5 separate regions of the Sus scrofa genome follow, and regions 2, 3, 4 and 5 are each linked to region 1. A link is a contact called in public Hi-C and HiChIP or PLAC-seq data. All regions are on one chromosome and are shown on one strand. Each heading gives the region's core, a stretch centred on a gene start, on an enhancer-like site or on the middle of the called end of the contact. The rest is flanking DNA. Distances are from core to core; before and after follow the strand shown. Region 1 holds the start of ENSA (alpha-endosulfine). Region 2 holds the start of GABPB2 (GA-binding protein subunit beta-2). Region 3 holds the start of CA14 (carbonic anhydrase 14). Region 4 holds the start of MINDY1 (ubiquitin carboxyl-terminal hydrolase MINDY-1). Region 5 holds the start of CERS2 (ceramide synthase 2).

What was found. Hi-C and Micro-C count contacts between places; a contact is called where the count stands out from the background. HiChIP or PLAC-seq counts read pairs in DNA pulled down with a chosen protein or histone mark.
Region 2: a Hi-C map of liver shows a contact between it and region 1, with 2.0 times the contacts expected there. The contact joins the promoter of GABPB2 here to the promoter of ENSA in region 1. A contact is called at or near these places in 2 of 47 Hi-C or Micro-C datasets (heart right ventricle and liver).
Region 3: a contact with region 1 is called in a Hi-C map of skeletal muscle, with 2.7 times the contacts expected there. The contact joins the promoter of CA14 here to the promoter of ENSA in region 1. A contact is called at or near these places in 2 of 5 promoter capture datasets (fetal liver and liver) and 7 of 47 Hi-C or Micro-C datasets (embryonic fibroblasts, heart right ventricle, mesenteric adipose tissue and 4 more).
Region 4: a Hi-C map of liver shows a contact between it and region 1, with 7 times the contacts expected there. The contact joins the promoter of MINDY1 here to the promoter of ENSA in region 1. A contact is called at or near these places in 3 of 47 Hi-C or Micro-C datasets (fetal heart ventricle, heart right ventricle and liver) and 2 of 2 datasets of contacts at active chromatin or transcription factors (alveolar macrophages and skeletal muscle).
Region 5: a contact with region 1 is called in an H3K27ac HiChIP or PLAC-seq map of skeletal muscle, with 2.8 times the contacts expected there. The contact joins the promoter of CERS2 here to the promoter of ENSA in region 1. A contact is called at or near these places in 2 of 5 promoter capture datasets (fetal skeletal muscle and liver), 1 of 47 Hi-C or Micro-C datasets (liver) and 2 of 2 datasets of contacts at active chromatin or transcription factors (alveolar macrophages and skeletal muscle).

What each region holds. Positions count from the first base shown.
Region 1 is chr4:98,526,521-98,529,284 of Sscrofa11.1, forward strand. It overlaps ENSA (alpha-endosulfine), which reads left to right and starts at 1,382. Exons shown (of 4, transcript XM_021089895.1): 1 at 1,382-1,581. The coding sequence starts at 1,528.
Region 2 is chr4:98,162,622-98,165,385 of Sscrofa11.1, forward strand. GABPB2 (GA-binding protein subunit beta-2) reads right to left here and starts at 1,334. Exons shown (of 9, transcript XM_005663482.3): 1 at 987-1,334.
Region 3 is chr4:98,827,539-98,830,302 of Sscrofa11.1, forward strand. CA14 (carbonic anhydrase 14) reads right to left here and starts at 1,396. Exons shown (of 9, transcript XR_002343445.1): 1 at 251-1,396.
Region 4 is chr4:98,217,185-98,219,948 of Sscrofa11.1, forward strand. MINDY1 (ubiquitin carboxyl-terminal hydrolase MINDY-1) reads left to right here and starts at 1,432. Exons shown (of 10, transcript XM_001929665.7): 1 at 1,432-2,158. PRUNE1 (protein prune homolog) reads right to left here and starts at 1,678. Exons shown (of 9, transcript XM_013997183.2): 1 at 1,549-1,678.
Region 5 is chr4:98,249,370-98,252,133 of Sscrofa11.1, forward strand. CERS2 (ceramide synthase 2) reads left to right here and starts at 1,404. Exons shown (of 11, transcript XM_005663490.3): 1 at 1,404-1,556.

The DNA of each region.
Region 1 (2,764 bases), core at 132-2,631:
CATCACAAAGTTTTTTGTTTTTGTTTCTGTTTTGGCAGGGACTCTGAACCTTCCTTTGAACCCCTATACCACTTTTATTAACAGTTTTATTTTAATGCTGACCAGACTTTGCCTCATATGATAAAAGCTGTGTTTTCTATGCTTCTCAAACTTTTCCATTAGAAGTATATCTAATTATACAGAAAAAATGAACGGAAAGCCCCAGGGCTGTCACAATAGGCTGCCTGGAATATTAATTTTTTTTTAGGGCCACACCCACTGCCCACGGAACTTCCTATGCTAGGGGTTGGATCCGAGCTTTAGCTGCCAGCCTATGCCACAGCCACAGCAATGTGGGGTCTGAGCTATATCTGCGACCTACACCACAGATCACAGCAACCCCGGATCTTTAACCCACTGAGTGAGGCTAGGGATCGAACCCGCATCCTCATGGATCCTGGTCAGGTTTGTTACCACTGAGCCACAACAGGAACCCCAAAATTAAATTTTAATGTGAATTTTTCAGTGTTATTATTAGACTGTTTTAATACTTAAATATGCTTTTTGACCAACACTCTAGGAAGATATGTCTATTTAACCTCAAGGATTTAGGGTACACCTGGCACTCTGTGAAAAACCTAACCCTCCCCACATGCCCACTAAACTAAGCTTTCTAGAGCAGACACTGCCTTACTACATATGTATCCCCTGTAAAAACAATACAGTGCCATCTACAGATGCTAAAAAAATACGGTTGAACTCTGACCCAGGATAGGTTAGCAAGTGTTAACTGTATTTACTAAATGTTTACCATGTACCTAGACATTTGTTGTTTCAAAAGAAGCTTATTCTTCATGGGACGACCCTGAACAAGTAAAAAAAACTGTACATAAAAGTAAAACCACGGAATGTAAGCCATCTGTGTTCTGCAAGGCGACTCAGTCTCTCCACATGGCAAGTGACACACTGGAGTAGTGTGGAGTACCACTTTAAAGTCCACTCTGACCTCTAAATTAATTTCTGGAGATTGATCATTTTCTGCTAACACTGAGCAAAGTTTAATCCTCTTTAACTGACAATAAAAGGCTTACATCCTCTCGCCCTGCATTTTGAAGCCCAGCAAAGCCTACTGCGCGCGGGGCGGTGGAGCGGAGGAAGCCTGACCCCACCAGAGCAGCAAAAAAAAAAAAAAAAAAAAAAAAAAAACCTAGCCGTACCGCCCCCTAACAGCCCCCACGGGTTTCCAATTGGTCCCTGTGGTTCATTCCCTTGGCAGATTGGCCTTCCAGCTTGCCCGTCGCTTCCACAGACCCCACATTTAGCTAGCAACTATTGGTAGATCGTTACGTCATTGCCCCATCTATCCTGCTCCCATTGGCTCGCACATGAAGGGGCGGTCATAACGTCACAGGCAAGAGCCGCCATTTTGACTGAGCAACCCTAGTGACAGGAGCCGAACAAGCCGCGCAGGTTGTCCCGTGTCCCCTCCCCCTTCCCTTCTCCAGTTGACTTCCCGGGTCCCCTACACTCCACAGTCCCGGCCCCGCCATGTCCCAGAAACAAGAAGAGAACCCTTCGGAGGAGACCGGCGAGGAGAAGCAGGTGAAATGGAGGGGGTGCGGGCGGGCAAGCTGGGCGACCGTGATGGGGCGGGAGACGATCTCCCACCGGTGCGGATTGGTCGCCATGGTCTCCGGCTCTGCAGGGGTTGGCCGCTTCTTGCGTCGTGCAGGGTGAGCCTCAACAAGGCCTGCTGCTTTGGCGCTGGTTAGTTGGGTGGCTTGTCATTCAGTGTTGTAACCTTTCTGATTGGCCAATGGGTCTTCGGCTCAGCCCTTTGGAGCTGTACTATAATTGGCCGAGCCTGGGCGCGGGGCGGGTGTTTGGAAAGACTCGGTGAATGAAAGGGGGCTGGTGGTCCCAGGATTCTGTGTGTTACTGGTTAGTAGGGGTAAAATGACCCAACATCTAGGCAGGGGCCCGCATTCTAAATCCTCAGAAGATACAGGTCGAGGGAAAGAAGTTTAAAAAGGACCACATTGGGAGAAGGGAGAAGCGGAATTATTATCATGGCTAGTTTAAGACAGCAACTTTCTCGAGAGACCTATTTTGACCACTGGGGATGGCCTGTTGCCCACCTTCAAAGAAGACCGAATAAGATTGAAGAGGACTAGGGCTCTGAACAGAATCACGGAGGTTAATCCTAGAAAAGACACCGAGACAGTAATGACAAAGAAAGACGCCACAATATTCTCCCCAGACTTCCAACTCAGGGGGACTTAGTTCACCCGCAGTTATGCGATGAAAACACGTCAACCTCTTTGGAGATTTGTATTTGACATAACATTTAGTATTGGACTCGGGGATTCATGATATATACCTGGTGTTGTATCTGCCAGTTTTCCAAGAGAAGTGAAAGTAAATCCATTTTAAAAAGAGCCACAGATTGGCTTCAAATCTTTTTTGAAAAGTCACTAAAGAAAAGGGCAGCAGGGCCCACGAAAAGTAAGAAGAGTAACAACGCAGTAAGAGCCCCTGCAAGCTAATTGGGCTCTTGGCATGTTACCCAAACTTCCATCACTTGCCCCACTAGGAAAGATGTTGATTTTTTAGCAAAGCTGGTGGGTAAATGCTAGTGGACCTACTGTATCATGATTTTCCTGAAGTTAAAAACTGTCATTTTAATCCGTTTACTTGTCACCTTCCTATGACAATGTTTATGGAATTGCTGAAGCAATGCTGTCTTGTTACTAAGGTGAAGATTTCTGGAGAAGGCCACAGAGTT
Region 2 (2,764 bases), core at 84-2,583, 360 kb before region 1:
GGATCCTACCCTGTAGCACAGGGAACTGTAATCAATTTCCTCTGATAAACCATAACGGAAAATAACACGAAAAAGAATATATTTCTGGCACAGAGGGTTAAGGATCCCCCGTTGTCACTGCAGCAGCTTGGGTCATTGCTGTGGTGTGGCTTCGATCCCTGGCCAGGGAACTTCCGCATGACATTTTGATTTTAAAAATTAAAAACAAAAAGAGTTGAGAGAGAAAAGTCCTTCTGGTAAGAGGGAGAGGAATGGGATGATGTCTGCTCACTCAAGGAAATCTATGAGATTATCACAATATTATAAGCAACAAGACTTCAATAAACTAAAAAATAAGGAAAAAAAATCTGTGAGAATAGGAGAAAGCTAATGGCAAGGAGAAATGAAATCGAAGAACTCATGATTTGCCAACCTTTTTTCCTTTTTCTATTGCACACGTCCCCACTGGGCCGCCAGCTGTACAAACAACCCTGCAAGAACTGGAGGCGGGGCCCTTGCTGCTATTTCTCAGTTTACTGAGCTCACTAATAATCTTAAGGCTAACACTCGGGTCAGAGAATTAGAATCTCCGTTTTCTCATCTATCACAACTCCCCCAGCGCCTCAGCAATGTTCAGTCTTTCTGGAAGAGTCAACTTGTGGCAGGGAGCCAAGGTCTCAGCCTAGAGGGCCACCCCCGGATCGGGCTCCGCGCTGCCCCCTAGTGGTCACCTCTGTGGCCTTGCCTTCCCTCGGTCCGGCTCCCCAGCCCCAGGTCTTACACCCACCCCCTTCTTCACCTCCTCCTAGTCCCCTCCCCTTCCTCCCGGCAGCATCCCCTTCCTCTTCGTCCCCTTCCCCCAGCTAACCCCGTTCCAGTGAAGGGGCGCCGCTCTGTCTGCACCCAGAGGTCCGGGGCTGGGCTAGGAGGCGGTGCAACTTCTCAAGGCAGTCTTCCTTCCAGCCCTGACGCCCCCCAGAGCCCAGACATCTCTCCTCCCTCCTTACCTCCTCGTCCGGGACGCTGCCGGCTGTGCTTTCGCCGAGCCCGCCAGTTTGGTCCTGTTTCCTTCTCTAGTTAAAGCTCCCTGTCAATGATGGTTACTTTTTGGCCTTTTCATATATACATATTTTGGGGGCCTTTAACCCCCCCTCGTGGAGAAATGGAGGCTGCAAAATGGCGGACCCGGAAGTGAAGACGGCGAATATAATTTCTGGCGGAAGAATCTGTGAAGAGAATGTGGTTAGAAAATCCACATTTGCACTCGAACAGAAGGGTGATGCACCCCTGAGGCTCATTTTCTATTCTCCGAAAGTCTTTTGAGGTGAAGTAGTGCGTATCTATGTTATCTCAGACGGGACTATTTAGCGAGGCGGAGGATTGTCGATTACGCGTCTTACGTGTCATATAGTTCCGGTAGGGGACGGACCTGATGGTTTGTTTTGGCGCCAAGAATCCCGGCGAACCACTGAGAGAAACTGATCTCTGCCTTGGGTTTGCATTTAGCTAGAAGCAACCAGTTTAGGGGCCAGTTTAAGGTTGAAGAGGAAACTGTTTCTCTGTCTCAACCTCGGGCGAAGATGTTTGGGACGTTGCCTGGATTTGTGCGTGAATTGAGCTCTGGTGCCCGACGGACACATTTCTAATTACAGCCTAGAGGTAAAGAGCCTAGAGCCGAGCTGTCAACTCAATGAAACAGATATCGGAGTCTTGTTTGAGGGGGTTGGAGGTGCTGAAAGGGGATGGAACGGGAGTTTGCAAATCCAGTTAGCCACTTTGTTTACCAAACAGTTGATTCCTGTCTGCACCCACCTTTCGCCGTAAGCTGAAGGACAGCGACAAGTTGGGAAAGAAGACCTTCAAAAATAGGTAGACATAGAAAAGGACAGATCACTGCTCCATTTTGTATTCGATTTTGGCTTTTGTCGTTGATGATGGGCCTTTCAAACCCTATGGGGAAGATTTACATGGTTCCCCTCTTTTCTGGATTTCTCTAGATCCTCTTGTTTTTTTGGTTTTTTTTTTTTTTTTTTTTTTTTTTGCTATTTCTTGGGCCGCTCCCGCGGCATATGGAGGTTCCCAGGCTAGGGGTTGAATCGGAGCTGCAGCCACCGGCCTACGCCAGAGCCACAGCAACGCGGGACCCGAGCCGCGTCTGCAACCTACACCACAAGCTCACAGCAACGCCGGATCGTCTACCCACTGAGCAAGAGCAGGGACCGAACCCGCAACCTCATGGTACCTAGTCGGATCCGTTAACCACTGCGCCACGACGGGAACTCCCTCCTCTTGTTCTTTAAAGGACTTAGGGCATAATGTCCCAACTGGTATTTACGGCTTCCCTTTTTATTTGAAGGTCAAAATCTTATCTCATTCATGTTTACATCCTTAGGTTGTCTGGCTCAGTGCCTCATATAGTAGGTACCCATTAGCTATTTGTAAATCAGTACAAATTGTTTATTTTTTATCATTTTTTATTTTTTATTTTTTTTAATTTATTTTTTTCTATTTCTTGGGCCGCTCCTGCGGCATATGGAGGTTCCCAGGCTAGGGGTTGAATCGGAGCTGTAGCCACCGGCCTACGCCAGAGCCACAGCAACGCGGGATCCGAGCCGCGTCTGCAACCTACACCACAGCTCACGGCAACGCCGCCGGATCGTTAACCCACTGAGCAAGGGCAGGGACCGAACCCGCAACCTCATGGTTCCTGGTCGGATTCGTTAACCACTGCGCCACGACGGGAACTCCCCCAAATTGTTTATTTTTTAAATGAGGCAAGTTATAA
Region 3 (2,764 bases), core at 146-2,645, 300 kb after region 1:
CCATTCTCCAGCACGTGTACACATCCTGTCCCCCGGCCAGCTCTCCTCTGGCCCCACAAACGGCAAGGCTGGAAAGGTGAAGGGAAAAGAAGGAAAGTGGTCCTCAGCCCACTCCTCTTTTTTCTCCCTCCAAGTCTGAGCCTATTAATCTAGCCCCCAGGCTACCTTGTACACTCCTCCTTCTCCATTAAGCATGCAATGGCAACATGTGTGCATCAGCACAGACAGACACACATCCAGATGTACCTACCGTCTTCTGCAGCCAGGATCCACATCACCTTTAGCAGGAGGATGAAGACCAACATGGTATTTCCGGAGGGAGCACAAGGTACTAGGAGTTTGGAGACCAGAGGACTAGGGTAGGGAGAGGGCTGGGAGGTGAGAGAGAGAGGGAAAGAGAGAGAGAGAGAAGAGGAGTTTCCTGAGGCTGAGTGTATTTATCTCTGTTTCTCGTGCTGTCTTTGTGTCTCTGCAGGCTTCCAGGGGATTTGGTTTTCAGTGGGGGACCGTGAGTTTCTGGGTGTCCAGGACAAATCTTTTGCTGCCCTCTTTCTTTTTTATCTCCTTCTGCAGTCTTCACTCCACTTGCTGGCCAGCAACTTCACAACTGCCTCCTGCTTTTAAGGTGGCTCTGGACGGGTGTACGTGGGGAGGGGGGGTTGACTGGGTTGCTGGCGAACAACTCCTTAAATAGCCCATTAAGCATGCAGGATGGCCCAGCTCAGAGCGGAGCGCACGCGGCGGGTTTCACAGGAGCCCTGGCCCTGGCTCAGGAGCCCAGCTGGGGTGAGCTCTTCCTTCCTTTGCTATTCACACAGACACTGTTCAGAAGGGTGTCCCCTGGAGTGGGTGGAGGCAGGAAAGGAGGGCTCGGGGGTCCAGTCCCTGGGGGTCTCATCCAGCCCCCTTGGGGGACCCTGGGTTCTCATTCTCCATCTGGCTTTTTCCCTGGGAGGATCTGCTTCCAATCCGCTGCAGAATGTGAGCTGCCCAGGAAGAGTCCAGAGTCAGGACCGAGGTAACCAGAAGGAGTTGGGAGACTCAGGGTGCGGGTGGAGGGGAAGAAGTCAAGGACTGAAATCTGGATTGTGGAAAATAAGGAAGAGAAGTGAGGCGAAGAGAACTTGTTTGGAGAGATCTCTTTCTTCTGCGCCTGTCACCACCCCCTTCCCACGGTGAGGCCTGGGTCCACGTGCCTGTGCGGCCTGGGTGGGGGGTGGTTTTGTTTGCTGGATAAAGCCCATTTGTGTGCCCAGCGGGGGGAAGGGCTGCAGCAGCACCATGGAGAGACAGCGGCTCCAACTGCCAGACCCAACCACCTCCCTCCCCAGGGAGCCCAGATCTAGGGCGGCTTTTGTCACTGAAGAGGACACTGACCCCTGGCAGGGTGGCCAGGACAGGAGGAGAGGCAGGGAGACCTTAGAAACAATCACAACCACCATCAAAAAAAAAAAAAAAAAAAAAAAAAAAAAGGCGGACTCCAGAGAAAAAGAGGGGAGGGAGCAGAGAGAGACCATGTGATCATGTGATCCAGTTGGAGTGGAAGAGGGAGAGGGGCCCAGGGTCTTTCCTCCTGCCCAACAAAGGGCTGAGGCAGGACTTTGGGGACTGGGTGAAACCTGCCACCAAAAAGCTGGGTGAGTGGAGCATAGAGGCTGCCGAGTCTCAGGAATGTGGGCTGGTGCTTGTTCCCCCACAGGACTGGAAATCCCGACTGGAATGCACATCCTAAATCCCTCATTATGGAATGTGAAGCCCACAGATAACTCCTGGCCAGACACTGAAACCCCTTCACCGGAGTCACAGCCAGGAGAATGCACCCTTTTGAGCTCCCTCTGCCCTCCTTGCTCCTGCCAAGTAGTAATCCCTAGCCAAAACAAGAGGAGCAGAAGCTAAACTAGGAAGCGGGATAAAAGACACGTGAACAGAATAACGCATATGCGAGGTCATCAGCCCTTGCGGAGGCAGGAGCCCGCCATGCTTTTCTGTCCATTGTGGTTGATCTGCAAAGCAAAGCCATTTTGCAGATGTCATTCCTTTTTAATTCTCTCATTACCCTCCAAATTAATTTTCCCTTATGGATAAATTTTATGTTTTGAAGTTCTCCCAAAGTGCCACTCATCCCATCTAAGAAGAATAAAAGGCTTAAAGTGTAAATTAGACTTCCTGGGGATCAGGAGAGTAAACACAGAGGAATAGAAAAAGAAAGAAAGCAGAGACAACTTTCACAAAATAGAAAAGGAGAGGCCCAGGGCCCGGACAGAGTGACCTCTGCCAGGACAAAGTTGTCAGAGCGGCCAGCTGCAGCGCAGCCTCCCAAGGCAGGTAGTGTGTCTTGCCAGGCGCCACCTCCTGGTTGTCTTTAAAATTTCTTTCATTTTTAATGTTTTCGTTCCAAGTATTCACGTGTGATTGATTTCTTCTGGGAAGTGTTTCTCTGCTGGTGGGCTTTAGGATTTTGCTACACAGCTGAAAAATGTTTCACAAAGGTGTCTTAGCCCCAAATCAGCACCTTCTCAGTTCTGAGTTAGCGGCTCCTCCAGGCCCTTGTGCTTCCCAAGTGGACAAAGGCCCTGGTATCTAGGAGAGGAGGCAAACTCCAGGGACTCGCCTTTATTTATATCTTTGGTTCTACTGTGGATATTTCTGTTGTCACCAGGCTGATTTGGAGTAGTGTCAAGAGGACTCTTATAGGTTAAAAAAAAAAAGAGAGAGAGAGACCACCCCCCACCCCCACCTTGGTAGTTGCTACACAAACTCTGGC
Region 4 (2,764 bases), core at 182-2,681, 310 kb before region 1:
CACACTGGGCAAAAACGGCTTTTCAACTTTCTCGAATTCTCTACTTTAACAAACGGTCCCATTGCAATCACAATTTTGTGATTATCCATGTTATAAAAATATTGGAATATGAAAACATCGTAATAATCTTTGGCCTCTCTTCTTAATTCCTACAGCCTCTTGCCAACTCCAGTTGCTGCCATTACAACTCTATAGCCTCTTTTTTTCTATAGCGTCAGCAAATTCTCTTTCTTTTTCCGGACTGTTGTAACTTGGGTTTCTGCTCACCTGCCTCCCTAATTGTTCCAAATGCCCCTGCAGCCTTCAGAGTTGTTTGAAGTTTCATCCTGGAGCAGCCATGTAAGTAGAGCTTGGGGGAACCTTTCAGAATGTAGAGTTGGGTTCCAACCACATTTAACTACCACCTTCCAGCCCCAGGGTAGTGCAGAATACTGCAGAAAATGTGCTTTTTTTTTTTTTTTTTTGTCTTTTTGCCTTTTCTAGGGCCGCTTCCTGTGGCATATGGAAGTTCCCAGGCTAGGGGTCTAATCGGAGCTGTAGTCGCCGGCCTACGCCAGAGCCACAGCAACATGGGATCTGAGCCTTGTCTGTGACCTACACCACAGCTTAACCCACTGATCAAGGCCAGGGATCGAACCCGCAACCTCATGATTCCTAGTCGGATTCGTTAACCACTGTGCCACAATGGGAACTCCGTGATAAATGTACTCTTTTCATCAAATGTTCCCTCATTTATTAATGAATCCCTTTGTTTCCTACCACCAACCTCACACCAGTTTTTCCTGCTCCCCAAGCTCGGAATTGAGAGGAGGTGATAGATGAGAAGCTGAGGCCTGTGGTGGGAACAAGGACCGGAGCAGAGGGATATTGAAGCTCCTGCTTGCTCAGCTAGTTTTCTCCCTGCTTCACTCTTCCCAGAGCCTGGGGCTTCTTACACACCCTCTCTGCACTACCAGGGGCATAGCCCAACTGGTTTCTAGACTAAAAAAGTGAGCAAATACGTGTATGTGTTACTGGGTCACCTTGCTGTGCAGCAGAAAATTGACAGAACACTGTAAATCAGCTATAATGGAAAAAATAAAAATCATTATTAACTATAAAAAAAAAAAGTGAGGGAGTTTCTGTTGCGGTGCGGCGGAAACGAATCCGACTAGGGACCATGAGGTTGCGGGTTCGATCCCTGGCCTTGCTCCGTGGGTTAAGGATCCTGGCATTGCCGTAGGCTGTGGTGTAGGTGGCAGATGCAGCTCAGATCCTTTGTTGCTGATCTGATTAGATCCCAGCCTGGGAACTTCCATGTGCCGCAGGTGCGGCCCTAAAAAACAAAAAACAAACAAAAAAGAGATATAGTAAGGATTTTGAAAGGATAAGGATTTTTCACTTTAAATGAGTAATTATGCTAATATCACGCTGTCTGGCCTGCCTCTGTGGATCCAGAGCAAAGGACTTTTGTACCTAGAGAGAAAGCCCAGATCCAACAAGCTGCTGCTGTCCGGCCCTGCTCCTCCTCCCCACTCAGCAAGGGCCCTTGCTTTTCCCTCTTCTCACCAGAGAGGCACAAGCGCTCCGTCCCTTCCAGCGGCAGGCGGAGGGAGGAGAAAGGGTCTGTTGTTTTTCTCTCCTGTTTCTCTCTCTCTCACTGCTGATCACCAAGCTGCTGACCAGGTCAGAAAGCCCTAATGGAAATCCTCCAGTGCTGGCCTGGCTCCTCCTCCTCCCAGAAGCTTGTCCTTGACTGATTTTTCTTTGTCCCGACGGGAAAGAGAGAGAGAGAGAGAGAGAAAGAAGAAAAAAGAAAACCCACAAACTTCCTTTGAAAACCAGCTCGCTAGACTGGGCCTGGAGCGCACGCCCTAGACTCGGCGACTCAGAAATCCTGGAGACGCTCTGAGCGACCTGGGAGTACCTGGGCTGCACTCCTGCCGGTCTCCACCCTCTTCCAGTGCCCCCGGCCGGCCGTGGGCGTGAGTCCGGAAGTGGCCACCATCCGGCCAAGACTGCTGCGCACAAACCCGTGTAAACCTGTGCGAGCTCTGGCTTTGACAGCTGGAAGGCAGCTGGGAGTGTGGTGGCGCCCCTCACTGCACCCACCTGCCCCATCGTATTGCCAGAGCTGCACCCTCCTTCTGTGTCCTGGAACAGCACCCACTTCTTTAAGGTAAAAACTTTGAACCATTTCCTTCACCTCTTCTCCTAATCCCCAGTCCTCTGTTTCCTCTTTAGCCCTGGGGAGGTGACACTGACTGTTCTTCCACGTTGGGTCTCTACACGTTTAGATTTTGAGAGGCGTTCAGGCAGAAGGAATATGTAAAAGACGCTGCTTGGGTCCCTGTATTTCTTCCTTTTAATGACACCTTCCCCCTCTCCCTTGCTAGCACGTAGACAAGGCACCGTCGTTGACTTAACTCTGAGGAGAACTTCTAAACCATTAGTTCTGTGACGATTTGCATCAGAGCGAGAAAGAGATTAGAGGGGGACAGTAAAGCACTTGAGGGGAGAGTAAAGTTCCTAGGGAGTGCGGGTGGGGGGCGTCTTGTGGAAGCTGGGTACCAGTTGTATATGCTTCTTCCAACTTTTGGCTACTTACTGCCGCTGGCTAGGGGTGGGTCTGGGCTGCTTTACCTCTCACTCACCACCAGAGGATAATTCCAGCTGGAGAAAATGTGTTGGATTTAAGAGGAAAAAGAAAGAGAAATCCTGATTTGTTTGAGTACCTGTGCTCCCTCATTCTCTCCTGCTCTGAAGGAGCACCAGGCAGGTACCT
Region 5 (2,764 bases), core at 154-2,653, 280 kb before region 1:
AAAAGGGTTTAGAAAGTAAAAGGTTTGAACCAAGTAGGACAGACATGGGGCGGGAGTAGAGAGCTTACTCAAAGTTTAGCCAGGGCCCAAAGAGGAGACACTGGAACCCTGCTGGAAAAGGGAATCTGGGGAAGGCACGTAAGAAAGGTAGAGAGAGGAGTTTCCATTGTGGCACAGTGGTTAACGAATCAACTAGGAATCATGAGGTTGCGGGTTCGATCCCTGCCCTTGCTCAGTGGGTTAAGGATCCGGCGTTGCCGTGAGCTGTGATGTAGGTTGCAGACTCAGCTCGGATCCTGTGTGGCTGTGGTGTAGGCCGGTGGCTACAGCTCCGATTAGACCCCTAGCCTGGGAACCTCCATATGCCATGGGAGTGGCCCTAGAAAAGGCAAAAAAAAAAAAAAAAAAAAAAAAAAAAAAAAGGTAGAGGGAGGAGGTCCTCCTGGGGCTCAGTGGGATCAGTGGCATTTTGGGAGCACTGGCACGCAAGCACAGTGGGCTAAGGATCCAGTGTTGTGACAGCTACAACTGCAGGTTGGATGTGACCTCTGGATATGTTGGATATGCCACAGGGCGGCCAAAAAAGGGGGGAGAAAAGGTAGAGGGAACCGTGGAATTGGGAGATTGAGGGAGGGGCAGTAACAGTAGGGAAGGGGTAGCCGGATATGGTATGCTAATATGATATGCTATTAAAGGAGTTTAGCCTGGGGCAAAGGAATAAAGGGCTAGAGTGGTTGTTGGGAACTGGAAAACCGGGCTAAAGAAGGCTGAAGAGTCCAGGGAATGGACCAACAGGTCTGAATTCCCTAGTGGTAGGTTGGCATGGGCTGGGGCCTCTCACCGCAAAGAGCAAAGGAAATGTTTGGAGGTCAGCTTCTGCCTCCTTCTCCAGAAAGAGCCTTAAGCAAGGGTCTCAAACTGGATTAGTGAGGTCATACATTCTTTCTTAACAGAACTGTCAAAGCCCCTGAACTTGACTAGATAAACTTTGAAACCAGCCACTGTCAGAGGTTCTAATTGTGACAGTATAAAAAGCACCATTTCATTACCGTAAAGAATTCAATTACCTCTACTTAGGGGGCCCTCTCTAAACAAACCCTTAGACACATTTTGGTCACACTCTGTCCTCTGTACGAATCAAGGCCAATTTTGTAGGATAAACATTTTGCATCTTCCTGAAACATTGCTTTTACCAGACTAAGGGAAAAACATTTTACAATATGAATTTAAATACGGATAAACGTGGTCTAGATGGCAAACTCGAACGCATTTTACATTAAAAAGTTGGAGGTTGGCTCCTTCAGAGTCTACTACAGGAGGGTATGTGTACCACTGCGGGTAGGTTTTAAACAGCACTGGGTGGAAACGCTGTGGGTTTTACGGCGGGCTGGGGCGGGGGACGCCCTAGGGGTAGCGGGCTCCGCGCTGGAAGGACAGCGGAATCTCGAGGGCCCGCTGCCTGGGTCGGCCTTGGCGAGGCGCTCGGCCTCGGCGCGCGGCACTTGGAAAGGACTCTCAGGGGCTGCGCCCCCTCCTGCCTCCCAGTAGGGCTGGAGGTGAGAAGTGTGGCAGTCGGTCGCGCAGAGGGAACCGGGGGCTGCAGCCGGGTGCAGGTCGGGGACCGCAGTTGGGGGTGGCCGGGGTGGGGTGGGGCAGGGGCAATACCGCTCTGCGGTCCCCGGTCTGTCCCGCGGTTCCCCAGGGCTACATCTAACCTTTAACGGAGAGACAAGGGGCTGGGAGAGAACCCACACTGCCTGCCCTCATCGGGGGGCTTCTCCCTCGATGCCAGGATGCCAGTGGGCGCGGCTGCAGAACCCGCGCCGCAAGGGCTCGGGTCCCCGGGCCGGGAAGGGGGCGGCGGCAGGCGGCGGGGGCTGGGCGCGGCTGCCCCGCGCGGAGGCCCGGGCCCCTCCGCCCGCCCTTCTCTCCCTTTCCGTCGCCGGGCCGCAGGCCCACGCCCAGTCTCCCGGCTCCTGTGTTGCTCGCGGCCTTTCTTTCCCGGGCTGGCTGGCTGGGCTCGCACTCAGCTCGGCTGGGCTCGGCGGGCGGCGGGCGGAGGAGGAAGGAGGGAGGGAGCGAGCGGGCAGGCGGGCGGGCGGAAGGGGGAGGAGAGGAGCGAGCGGAGCCAGTTCGGAGGGGGCCCGGAGCTCGGACGAGAAGAGAGACGGAGCAGCGGCTCCCGGCCGGGCCAGCTCCGCGACGCCGCCGCCGCCGCCGCCGAGTGAGTCGGGACCCCAGCCCGGGAGCCCGAGGCGCCGCGCGCAGGGGTGGGGCGGGACGAGGCCCGGAAAAGTTGCGAGAACTGGGGGCCGCGCGGACGCGGCTCGGCGGACTGGGCCCGGTGGGGAAGGGAGCGGGCTGAGGAGGGCAGAGGGGCCCGGGGGCACACCCTCGGGCGGCCGGGCGCGGGGCGCCGCCGCGGGCTCGGGGCCTCTGCCCGGCGCGCTCATGGCGGCCGGCCTGGGGAGGGCGGGCCGGAGCGCCTCGCGGGAGCGGCCGGGCCCCCAGCGCCGCCCGAGGGCAGACTGGCCGGGCGCCTGGGCGCGCCGCCCGGAGCCCGGAGGAGCCCTCCTGGGCAACAGGTATGGAACAGGAGGTGGGGCCGCGGGGCCGCTAGCGGACGGCGGAGCCCCTTTGTTGGAAAGTAGAGAAGCCCGGGGATCACTTGCGCGAGAGCCCTCTGCCTGGCAGCCGGCCCGCGCGGCGTGGCCCCTGCCTGGCTCTGACGGCCCCATGGCTAGAGTGGGAGGAGGGCGGAGGG